2 separate regions of the Hordeum vulgare genome follow, and region 2 is linked to region 1. The links are chromatin contacts, called in public Hi-C maps. All regions are on one chromosome and are shown on one strand. Each heading gives the region's core, a stretch centred on a gene start, on an enhancer-like site or on the middle of the called end of the contact. The rest is flanking DNA. Distances are from core to core; before and after follow the strand shown.

Region 1 (6,477 bases), core at 2,626-5,125:
ATATATATATCGGCCTCTTTCGTTCATCGGCCTCTTTTTCGTTCATTTCCTGATATCAAGTAAGTAATAATTAACTCTTGTATTCATTTTTCTTTGTCGGCCAGGGTTTGGCAAATGTTCATCAAGGAAGAACCCGGTACATGGACAGACAAGCTCCACTTTCAGATTAACAAAGTAAGTAGTACTACGTACCCTGGTTTCAATACCATTACCATTCTCTCGATTATTATTAATTTGACTGAATTATGTTCTCGTATATAGGGCGTCCCGCAACAACCACCGGGCACTAATTATTGTGGATACTACGTTTGCGAGTACATTCACAGGATTATCAATGAGAAATCCCATACTTCCAGAAATCTAGAGGTACGTAACCGGATCTTCACAACTTTATTTATGTTGCCATTAATTATGTTTAGTTTTGTTCATAACTTAATTGTTTTCATCTACTTCTTTTAAAGCTGCAACGAAAGCGGGCGATGCTCAGACCAATCCAACGTTGCAAGGCAGTTGCAGAGGAATTGGCAGGATTTCTCCTCACGCAAGTCATAGATGAAGGCGGAGAATTTTTCCATCCTATGAACCAATAGCCAGCTCCCTTCTCTATGCAAGTATACAGCTATAGGAAACGAACTTCAAATTATGTAATGATAATCGGTCCAGTACTTCGTGTTACATGTATATATGTACTTTTATTTGGTGCATCAACATTTAACCGCAAACACGGAATCGGAAACACTTAACCGCAAACACGGAATAGGTGTTTCCGGATACGTGTTTCCGATTACGTGTTTCCGATTCCGTGTTTGTAAAAAACGGAACACGGACACACGGAATCAGAAACACAGAATCGGAAAGACGTAAACAGAAATACGGAACCGGAAACACGTAAACGGAAACCCTGAAAATACGGAACACGGAAACACCGAAATACGGAATCGGAAACCCTGAAAAGAAAAGGAAAAAAAAAAGAAAAAAAAGCATTAGGACCGGTTGGTGTTACCAACCAGTTCTAAAGGTCCTCCGCCTGCGCGCACTCTTCGGCGCCCACGTGGAGGCCTTTAGCACCGGTTTGTAAGAGACCGGTGCTAAAGGGGGGGGCCTTTAGTCCCGGATACGTAGCACCGGATGTGTATCCGGGTCCAAAGGCCCTTACCAACCGGTTCTAATACCCCTTTCTCCACTAGTGCACCTAGATTATATAATCCAGTTTTTATAATCTATTATGTTATCAAACAAGATAACTTATAGTGTAGATTATAAAAACTAGATGGATAGATTATTAAAAACTCATAATCTACTCTATACCAGCTAAAATCAGTTTATGGATTGCTAATGACCCATTACCCTTGTAAAGTTGGAGATAATAACATTTCTACCACCGCTACCCTCCTCTTTTAAAATAAAACAGAGGGTAGACAGGTCATTATGCAATGTAAAACCTAGATTACAGTTTATATAATCTGGCCTCCAAACATGTTCACCTAGATTATTTTTATAAACCAGATCATATAATTTATCTTCGTAATCCAGATTATCATAATCTATTATGGTTCCAAACAGGGCCTAAGTCGGAAGGAGATGTGGTGGCAGGGCCCCCAGCTACGGGCGTCGGCGACCCCCCTCCCCGTTGTTTGCCCAGGAAGTAGCCGGGAGGCTCGCGAGAGCCTAACAACTCCCTTACGTAGCAGTGAAATTCAAAACTCGAGTCTACAACTTACTATAAGGGGAGTGATCTGCGCCGGCATGCCGGCCCAAATTTGGGCCGGTCACACCCCGTCCGTCGGATTTGGCCACCCTTGGCCGTCAGATCTATCCCCATCCTCTCGTCACCTTATGCTCAACCTCGCGCGTGATATGAAAGGGAGAGGGAGGAGAGCGCCGCCCCAGCACGTGCCGACCACCTCGGCTCACGTTCTCATCTTGCTTCACCGTCGCCCGTCGCCGGTTGCCGCCCTCGTCGTCCATCCTGTGTCGCCGAGCAAGGCCATCGCCGCCATCCTCGCCACCAGCTCCAGCCATGCAACATTTGCACCATGTGGTTGCATCTCCGCGCGGCTACGGTTGTAGCTCCGGTTGCGACGGCAACTGCTTGACGGCGAACTCGCCGCTGCTCATGCCCGTCGGTCTCCACCTCGTCGGTCGCATCTCAACCCACCCCTCTGTGTTGCAAACGCTGGAAAAAAGGCTTGAACCCCCAGATGAAAAGGCTTCAACCCTAGATGAAAAAGCATCAATCGACACTGCGAATCAGGGAAAGATATAGTCAGTGACACAAAATGTTTTAACCTTAGATGAAAAAAAATTCAATCAGATGTTGGAGAGAGCTTTAGTCATGCGCTGTTCAAAAACGAAAAAAGTTTCAAACGTTTCAAGAAAAGCTTCAAACATGGATGCAAAAAGTTTTAATCATGTATAAAAAAGCTTCAACCGTAAAAAAAAAGCTCCAATCAAACACTTCAACCAAAAAAAACTGCAAATGTTGACAGAGAAAACTTCAACCGTATATGAGAAAAAGATTCAACTGGCTACCGGCAACGGAAAAGCTGTGGTTGCAGCCCACGGTCACCTCGGTCATCGTCGTCACGCACCCCAGCTAAGCACGTGGACATTGCTGTAGTAGCACTTTTTCACCCCCATTTTGCATTATCTCTCTTGATCTCGTCGCTTACCATCGTCAGGCGCATCGGCCGTCGGTAAAGTTCCATCGGGCGAGATTGGGTCGCGTTGGTGAAGTCTTTGCCGGATCGCCAGAGATGGTGCGACGTTCGCTCTGAGGTCGCCAAGGGAGGAAGAAGGAGAAAAGAAGATAAGGCAAAAAAAAAAAATTGAAGAAAAACATAAATACGCTACATCTATTACGATCGAACGCGAGCCACGCCACCGACAGAACGTTGTAAAACGTTTCCCTTTGTCAAAGAGCATGTCATACTAGCACAAAGAGTGCAACAGCGAAGAGGACTCAACACAAACGACTCGATCTCGATCGACGCCCGTAACCGCCATCCCCGCGCGCCCAGGCTCCCAGAAACCTCTAACCGCCGGCCGCGCGCCATGGACAGCACCGTCGACGCAATGGCGGCCGCTTACGACGCGCTGGTCGACGCCGCAGCCGCCGTTGTCCGCGAGCCCGGGCGCACGGCAGCGCTCACGGACCTCCACCGCTGCCTCGACGCCTTCAGCGAGTCCTGCGACCGAGCCGAGGGCCTCGTCCTGGCGGCCGCCTCCGGCCTCGGCACCGACCCCTCCCGCCACGACGCGCTGTGCCGCGCCGTGCGCGCGGTCGACAAGGATCTCCAGGGCGGCCAGGAGTAGGAAGAGAAGAATCGCACTCCGAGCACGCCGCTGGCAGCCGGGGACAAATAGCCGGGGACAAGTAGGTCGATCCATCCCGTCTCCCGTTGATGTGATGTTAATCGCTCTTGTTTTTTCTATATGAAGTTCATTGTTCTTGGTTGATTTGCTAATCGGGTTAGTCGTCTGGAAGACTGGAACATGAATGAAACGGTCACAGGAAAGAAGAACGGAGCAGTTGCTTCTTCTATGTTGGAATGCAGATTAATTCATCATGCTTTTATCCTGTATGTACGTACGCGTTGCTTTCGGATCCGCGGCAAAATCTATGAGCAAAAGAAAGTGGAGAAGGAGAAAACAATTCCATGTATTTTGTTGTTCGTCCTTCAATTCGAACAGATGATTCTCAACCCACGATACAAAATCGTGTTCCGAATTTATGGACTAGAAACTGCACATACTGCCATCCTATGGGTGTGACCTGTGAAATCATGGATTGCGTGCCCTCCACAAGAATAGTGTGAGGCGAGATCTGATTTGACAGTGGAAAGCAATGCATGCAGGGAAATCCGAAGATGGAGGACCAGCTTCCTCTTGGTTTGGTGTCCACGGCTAGCTGACCAGACGTACTCAATCTCTCTGGACGGACAAGGGCTGGGTGTTTTTTCCATATGCGGCCGCAATACGGATAAGGCGAGAACAGCGACAGACAGATACCTCTTGCTGGCCTGTCGCTGTTGCATTGTTTTCCTGGTGCCACATAGCCACCGAGCAATTCTATTTTTTTGACCAGGCCAAGCCGACTAAGATTTAACCAAATCTCAATCAAGTGAGATAACATTTAAGTGAAAAAAAAATCATTCATCTTAATATAAGATCTCACGAATATAGTATTGACTGAGATTTAACGAAGTCTCGATCGACTGAGACTTAGCAAGAGTGTAGTTTTATTTTCCTCTCATTTTACAGATCTTGTCTAACCTCCTTCCTTAATCAATGGAATGAAAATTATTTTGCCTTGCTTAAAAATTATTCTTGTATTATACTGCTAGTGCTCATCGCGGACCAATTTTCTTCTTTCAGTCAACTAGTAAACATGCCCGTGCAACACACGTCTTGATCAAAGCAGCCCATTAAATTTAACATGAATATTGAATTTTGAATTCATATTCTAGAAATTTTAAAAAAATGATAGAATACTATAGCATGAGATCTCTGCCTCTCGAAAGGTCAAGTTTAATACAGACCCCATTACTCATCATTTTACTATGTTATGTGAGGTTCAATCAGACCAAAATAAATATAACCCATTTAGAAATCACAAAACTATGGTAAAGATTTCAGGAAGTCCACTAGGGTTAAGGTAAAAGAAAAATTGTGGGAATGTGAAAGAACAAATCTAAAGTGGACAACATATTGAATTAATGTGAAGATAGCAATCGGAATCTAACTTTCACTTCTACATATTATAAACTGTGTAATCTGAAACATGTAAACTATGCAATATAAAAAGTGCTAGTTCTGTAGAGCGACCGAAATGGCGGCGGCACCAACATCCTCGCTGGCTACGACACGACCCTCATGTCCCCGCCTATTGCGGATGCACTCGATACCCGTGTCAGTGCATAGTGGAACCGAGACTTCTGCATCCTCAATGGTGGCAGGTACCCGCGCTTCTCCCCATTAACAATAATCCTGTTTTCTAAACCAACCATTACAAAACATAATATCATTTGAACAAACGTTTCACTTTTATGCAAATCTATTCAGAGTACAAGTACTTGCCTTAGCCTTTTGAGGATGTCTATAGGGGGGAAAGATCGTAAACTGCAAACGCAAAATACTTGAGTTTCCATGATAACCGGAGTGACCCATCCTATGTGTAATTAAACTTCAAAGGTGTTCTTTAGAAAAAAAATTATTCGATGCAGATGTCAAATACAGATACCGAATAGTCAAGTTACCTGGCATCATAGTAATCAAATTCACATAATGAAAATCATGGAGTGCTAAGAAAAGTGATTCCACTAAGTATTACGATATGAAATAGTTGTGCAAGCTAAGATATTTAAGTGTAAGAAATGAACATGGTTCCTTGCAAACTCTATACACAACATGACTGTTGTACGCTAATGAACTATAGCTCCTCCTTCATTCATTTTAGAGTCCTTATGCCTAAAAATAAAAGCACATGGTGATTGTTCATGCATGAAAATCTGATGGTTCTCCAAGGGGGAGAGGTAATCAAACAACAACTCAGGAGCTATTATCAATATGAAAATATCAAATAATAAGAAAAAAGAGAATATTGCTCACAAAAAATAATTTTGTACAATATGAATTCATGATATCTGCATCCTCACTTTTGGCACAAGTAGATCATCTTTTAGTTGACAACTTTAACAAAAGTATTGTTAGGCCACAGATTAAATCTACTTAACTGTTTAACATGCATGGACGCATATCCCAACTGCAAAAGAAAAGGAACAATAGTTGCTACAGTTGATTGTCGCACATGCATATATGTGTAGAACAGGAAACAAATTTAGTGTGGAAATTGACTACTCATTTTTCCTCAAACCAAATAAAAGTGAAAGGATCATGGGTATATTTTCCCCTATTGACAGGTTTAAATTGCTGTCAAAAAAAGAGAATAGACTCACCTGATTGAGCAACAACGACCAAAGAATACAGCTGCAAATACTCAAGGAATAAGGGCACAAGGATAGTGTCATACATGATTTGTCCAGTTACAATTAACTTATTCTGAATTTTCTAAAAACCAAAAGCCAATCTAAAACATTTTTTTAATAAAGTACTGCACATTGTAAGTGGATTGAAGGTGTACCTTACAGGATTGAAGGTGTACCTTACAGGATTGAAGGTGTACCTTATTGCACCTTAAGTGTAGTTTGGATCACTTTCACAGGGTCGATGATATCATGAGTACTCTACCATCCTTGATCATGTCAATTTACTGATAATATGCCCAAGACATTAATTAGAGAGCAATCACAACATATATTTATAAACATCTGTAGCATCAGAGATTGCTGCACAACTGCACACCATGTTATTTCCATACTCCAACAATCACAAGATAATCTCATATAGGGAATACGGAGAAAACCCATTTTCACACACCCCAATATGACCAGAAATCACATACGGGGAGCAAATCCT
Region 2 (5,749 bases), core at 1,540-4,039, 480 kb after region 1:
AGGACCGTGCACTACAGATTAAGTTTGCACCAAAAATAATATTTAAGAAGTACTCAACAGCTAAAAATAACATTCTATTTAGATTCTGCACATTTTTTTAATCAAATTTCATATGTAACATATTAAAATTGGTGTTACGGTTGAAAAATACAAAAAAAAAATCGTTTTCCAACTTAAATCCGAATTGCCGGAGAGATTTTCTGCCGTAAGCATCAAAGGAGGCAGACAAAGAGGCACGTCAAACAGTTGCCTCTTCCGTGAAAGACACGGACGACGGCATCTCCTGTGCAGCAGCAGCAGCCCGGGTGCCGCTCTGCTTTTTCGGTTGAGAGGTCGCAAAGAGGTCTTCACAGCCTGCATACAGCAGCAGCTGTCAAGCAAGCAGCCTTGCAACATCTACTACTGTGCACCGGCCAGCATCGCAGGTATGGTGTACTTTCTCTCACAGTCTGTATGATGGTTGTTCTTGTAGGAGCCTGAGTATAACCATTAATGCATGGAGACGTTTGGAAATCATATTTGAGTATGCCATCATTTAATTGAGAACTGTTTTTTGATACTCCCTCCCTTCCATAATAGTATAAAAACATGTTTTTACGCTAACACTGAGAGTATATTGCATGCAACAGCTACCGGTGGAGCATGGATGTCTCACTGCAGTCTGTCAATTTCTAACCAGTATGGATGTCGTTCAAGGTTGCAAAATAGACTACTCCTAGTTGTAGTGTTAAGACGGATGTACAAATGCGCACTTGTCTTACGTCCAAAACCGTCGTATTCTTCCATGTGATACGTATATAGGGAGTGGCTATGTCTCGGTCGACTTCTCAATCAAGTGACATAGTATAAGATGAAAGAAAAATCATACGAATTTTCATAGAAGATCAAAGGAGTATATCATCGACTAAGATATAACGAAGACACTGTTGACCGAGACTTAGCAAGACCACAATATCTATATCTATATCTATATCTATATCTATATCTATATCTATACTTTTATATAGTGTGCGAGTTTTGAATGTTTGAGTTCAGGCATTGAAATGCATTTTTAGCCGTCCATTGGGCTCCATCCAACGGCTTATAGCGCAGGGATTCGCTGCTACAATACCATTCAGTGTTATCTCGGTCATTCCAGAAACAACGATGGGTTAGCACTGAGTAAGAGACCCCACTGCATGTCAGTTGGTTGGAGCAAATAGTCACCATGCCATATCTGCATCGCTGGAGCAGTACAAATTGTTTTACCAACGCTGACTGCTGACACCCGCAGAGCTACATGGCCCGAGAAACAAGTGTGATCCATACCACTAGGTCTGACAGTAGGTGAAAGAGTGGAAATATAAGAAATAAAAATAAACAGATCAAACCAATGCAGCGTGCACATAGGATACATGGCCTCACTGCCTCGCATTCATCTATGTGTGGGAAGCTGTAGTAAATGCTATAGTGAAACATAGCAATAGGTAGGGTAGGCACCACCTGAACTTAGGTATATATGAACCCGCTTTTTAAATGCATTTTAAAGATGTTTCAAAATGTTGAAAAGTACAAAACAAAATTTCAAGCACACATCTTCACAAAATATGTGAGGGTTATAAAATTTGATAAAAAAAATATTTTTTATTTAGAAGATAAATTTTAGAGCTTGTTGATATTTCCGAAATGAGTTTTCCGAAGTGAGTTTATATGTAATCTTTTTAGATATTTTTATCAATTTAGAAATGTGTTTTTCAAAGTGGGCTAATCTATTATTTTCCGCAATAAGTCATTTTTTGTGCAAATACATACTCTGGTAGTGATTGCGTAAGAACACAAGAAGCTTTCTTGTGCTGATTTCAAGTAAATCCACAATAAACATTTGTCTTGAATCATTTCTCTGTCATTTTCATCAGTTATTTTCATCAAAATCACTCTGCAACATGAAGACGCGCATTGCGCCTGCATGCATACTAGTATATATATATATGGGTACTACTAGCACTTTCGAATTTTAAAGATTAAAAGCTGCTGGAAAGTCCACACTAGCAATGAAGGTTTCTTAGACTACTCATAGTGGGGACTCCGGAGTACCATATAGTACTCTCTCCGTTTCTTTTTTTCTCTGCGTATTTAAATTATATAGTATGAAAATACATCTCGTGATGTATCTGATAATATTGATTTCATGTTGTGAATGTTGATATTTTTTAATATAAAGTTAGTCAAACTTTACCAAGCTTGACTTTGACCAAACCTTATATACAGACTAAAAAAAAACGGAGGGAGTATGATACTATTGTATGCTACTCACAGTATTGTAAACTAATATCATAAATAATCTTATTTATTAACATGCATACATATACTCCGTCCGTTCTTAAATATAAGTCTTTTAAGAGATTTGACTAGTGGTCTACATACGAAGCAAAATGAATGAATCTATATTCTAAAGTATGTCTATATACATCTGTATGTAGTCCATTAGTGGAATCTCTAAAAAGATTTATATTTAGGAACGTAGGGAGTAGTAGAAGAATATGTAACATGATATAATACCTATCTATGTTATTCTATTTTTTTTCTTCTTTACTTGTCTGTCACATTAACATATTTGCTAGTCCCAAATACTACCAGCTATACATGGGCATAGACCGGGCCGGACCGGAAAAAAACCAGGCCCAAGCCCGGCCCAGCCTGACTGTCACGCCTAAAATTTGGGCCCAAACCTAAAAAAGTCCGACTGAACCTGGCCGGCCTGGTGTGACGACGGCTTAAATTATGTACCCATTAAGCTCGAGCCCGACCCGGCCCGACCACAGGCTTCAATTTTAGACCCGAGCCTGATTCCATGACAAGTTTAGGCCCGACCCATCCAGAATTTTCGAATCGGGTCGGGTCAGCCTTAATATTGCCCAATTTGGTGCCGTATGCCTGTACCAGCCTTCATTAATTCTCAGCATCTGAACATTGACCATGGAGTAAATGAAATGGAAGCAAATGATAACTCAAGTCATTTAAGGCTGCATGCGGGGCATTGATCCACAAAGCATGCGCATTAAATGAACGGCGAGTTGCAAGTTCGCCCTTGCAGCGAAACGAGGTGGCGACGTGTCATTCAATAGGACTCAAGACTGCCAGGTCTCTCCCTTCCCATCCGTGTCCTGCGTTTATATGCAGGTCACTGCATACACATGTCTTGTAGGTACAATAAATTTTAGAAAATACTACCTCCGAAAATTAATATAAAAGCATTTAGATAGTTAAAATAGTGATCTAAACGTTTTTATATTAATCTACAGAGAGAGTATTTACTTAGAGGGTGTTTGTTTCCATGAACTTATTGGTCTAGGGACTTAAAAAAGTCCCTATAAGTCCCACCTAAACCAAACACAAGGGACTTATTGGAACTTATTGTGGTGATTTGGGACTTATCAAATAAGACTCTCAGGGAGGAGCTTATTGAGACTTATCCCGGGCCGGACCTACCCCGCGTCGCTCCAGGCTCGTTCCCCGCACGCCGCCCCGCCTCTCGGTCCAATCGCCGCCGCCACCCCGCCTCTCGCCCCGTCGCCGCCCCGTCGCCGCCCCGCCTCTCGCCCCGTCGCCGCCCTGCCTCTCGCTCCGGTCGCCGCCACGCCTCGGTTCGTTCTGCCTCGGTTCGCCGCCCCGTCGCCGCCCCGCCTCGGTTCGTTTTGCCTCGGTTCGTTACAGCGGTGCCTCCAATCGCCGAACAGGCCCTCTCCTGAGCCTCGTTGCAGCGGTGCTTATCCTGTGTGCCGTACGCGTTGGCTGATGACGATCCATGTGAACAAGTGTATTATTAGATGCAACATGGACTTATAAGTCTCTGTAAACAAACAGGTAGGGACTCGAGACTTATAAGTCCCTGTAAACAAACAGGTAGGGACTTATGACTTATAAGTTGGGACTTAAAAAAGTCCTAAGACTTATGAAACAAACAGGGCCTTAGAATCATTTGTTCGTCCATTTACAAAATGACTGTATTCTCACATCTACAAATACTGCATTCTCACAAAATTTAATTTTTTTGTCACATCTATTTATTTAGCATACACCCATCCATATGTAGAAACAAAAAAGTAGTCCTTAAAATATGTAGGGGTGGCCTACAGCGTGACAGTCGCGCAGCTTCGAAAACCTCAAGACGGTGGAAACCTCAGCGCCCCCTTTTTTGTCCGTCCGTCTTCACTCCAAGACTCTGCCTAGCTTTCCCTCGTTTCCATCTCTCCTGGCCGCGTTTCTCCTTGCCAAGAGTCGAGAAGAGCACGATCGCCATGGCAACGACGCACATGTCGGGCTCTTGCGCGCCCACCGCCATGCCGGACGCCATGCAGCTGCAGCTCACCATGGGCCCATTCAGCGGCAACAGCCGTGGGGGAGAGGAGATCAGGCCGTCGTCCCTTCAGGCGCCACGTGGTCGAGCCCTGTGGCGACGTGCAGTCGATGCCGGCAAAGGCGGAGCTGCTGCAGGCGATGCCGGAGCTGAAGCCACCTGCTCTCCATGGTCACCGACCCCCTCATCCTCGACGGCATACGGCGGCGTCGCCGGCCTGCAATGGGCAATGAGTAGCTTGCCATCTTGGACTGCCTCTTAGTTAGTTGTCTGCCTCTTTGTTTTTATCCTACAGTTAGATAATGCTAGTGTTCCAGTCTTCTGATCGAGCTGCATGAAATCTTTTGTTTACGTGCTTTCCTATTGGAGTATTCAAATTATGTAAATACTCCGGTGGTGCTTGAACTTGTCACATATGTTCAGTTTACTGTCTGAACTTGAAAATACGTTGAACTGGCTCTAAAACTTGACATGAACATACAGATACGGTGCTAATTTCATTCGTATACATAGAGTCCGCCGATGTGGCACTGTATATGGCTGACTTTGCAATGACATTACATGGGGCCCACTTGTAGCAACGAACCTCATGGTATGCAAATATTAGTGTGCATGCTAAATAAATATATAATGGTTTGAAATAAAATATCTTACAAAAATGTTCCTGATTTTTCTTTAATTATTCCCTAGTTATCTATGAAATACTATTTAAAATATAGTACATGATTGTTTAAAAATGTTTACTTAATATTTTTTAAAATATATGTATGTTTTTCAAAACAATGCGTGAATATTTTTAGAAGTACACGAGTTTTTCAGTTTCATGTACTTCTATAAATATACACGAGTTTTTCAAAAAACATATATCCAATTGGAAATATATATATGAGTCATAACCATGTATTTATAATATAAATAACAATCATGTTTAAAATTACTATTTTCCAAAGATTTGAATAATTAATCACATATTTTTATAACTCATAATTATATTGTTAAATAAAATGTATGTATAACTAAAAGTACATATAATTTAAAAGCTTTATATGTATACTTGTAATATAACTCATATATTTTAATTTTTGCATTAAGTAATCATTTTTAAACACTAATGAATTATATTTAAAATAGTATTTCGTAAATAACTAGGGGATAATTCAGAAAAAAATACAGAACACTTTTAGTAAGATATTTTTATTGTAAACCATTGTATGTTTATTTTGTGTGCACATGAACACTTGTGTACCATGAAGTAATTATTTATGTACCACAAATATTTGTAACCGACAGCATGGCATGGAGCCCTGTTTTTGTTTTTTTAATAATATGTTTGCATGGATGTTTTTAAGCATGAGGTAATTCTTAATAACACATGAATATTCGAATCTAACTTTTATTATTATGATTATAATT

What was found. A called contact is a pair of places that touch in the nucleus more often than the background predicts.
Region 2: a Hi-C map of leaf shows a contact between it and region 1, with 2.7 times the contacts expected there. The contact joins two enhancer-like sites. A contact is called at or near these places in 2 of 6 Hi-C or Micro-C datasets (both in leaf).

What each region holds. Positions count from the first base shown.
Region 1 is chr6H:88,933,511-88,939,987 of MorexV3_pseudomolecules_assembly, forward strand. No RefSeq gene overlaps it. Among protein-coding and RNA genes, the nearest start is that of LOC123401895, 610 kb to the right of the region's middle. Within about 2 kb of position 3,876, at least 1 of the 3 cell types and tissues checked has open chromatin away from gene starts, as enhancers often do. A contact at or near this core is called in leaf, where this site is marked.
Region 2 is chr6H:89,416,427-89,422,175 of MorexV3_pseudomolecules_assembly, forward strand. No RefSeq gene overlaps it. Among protein-coding and RNA genes, the nearest start is that of LOC123401895, 130 kb to the right of the region's middle. Within about 2 kb of position 2,790, at least 2 of the 3 cell types and tissues checked have open chromatin away from gene starts, as enhancers often do. A contact at or near this core is called in leaf, where this site is marked.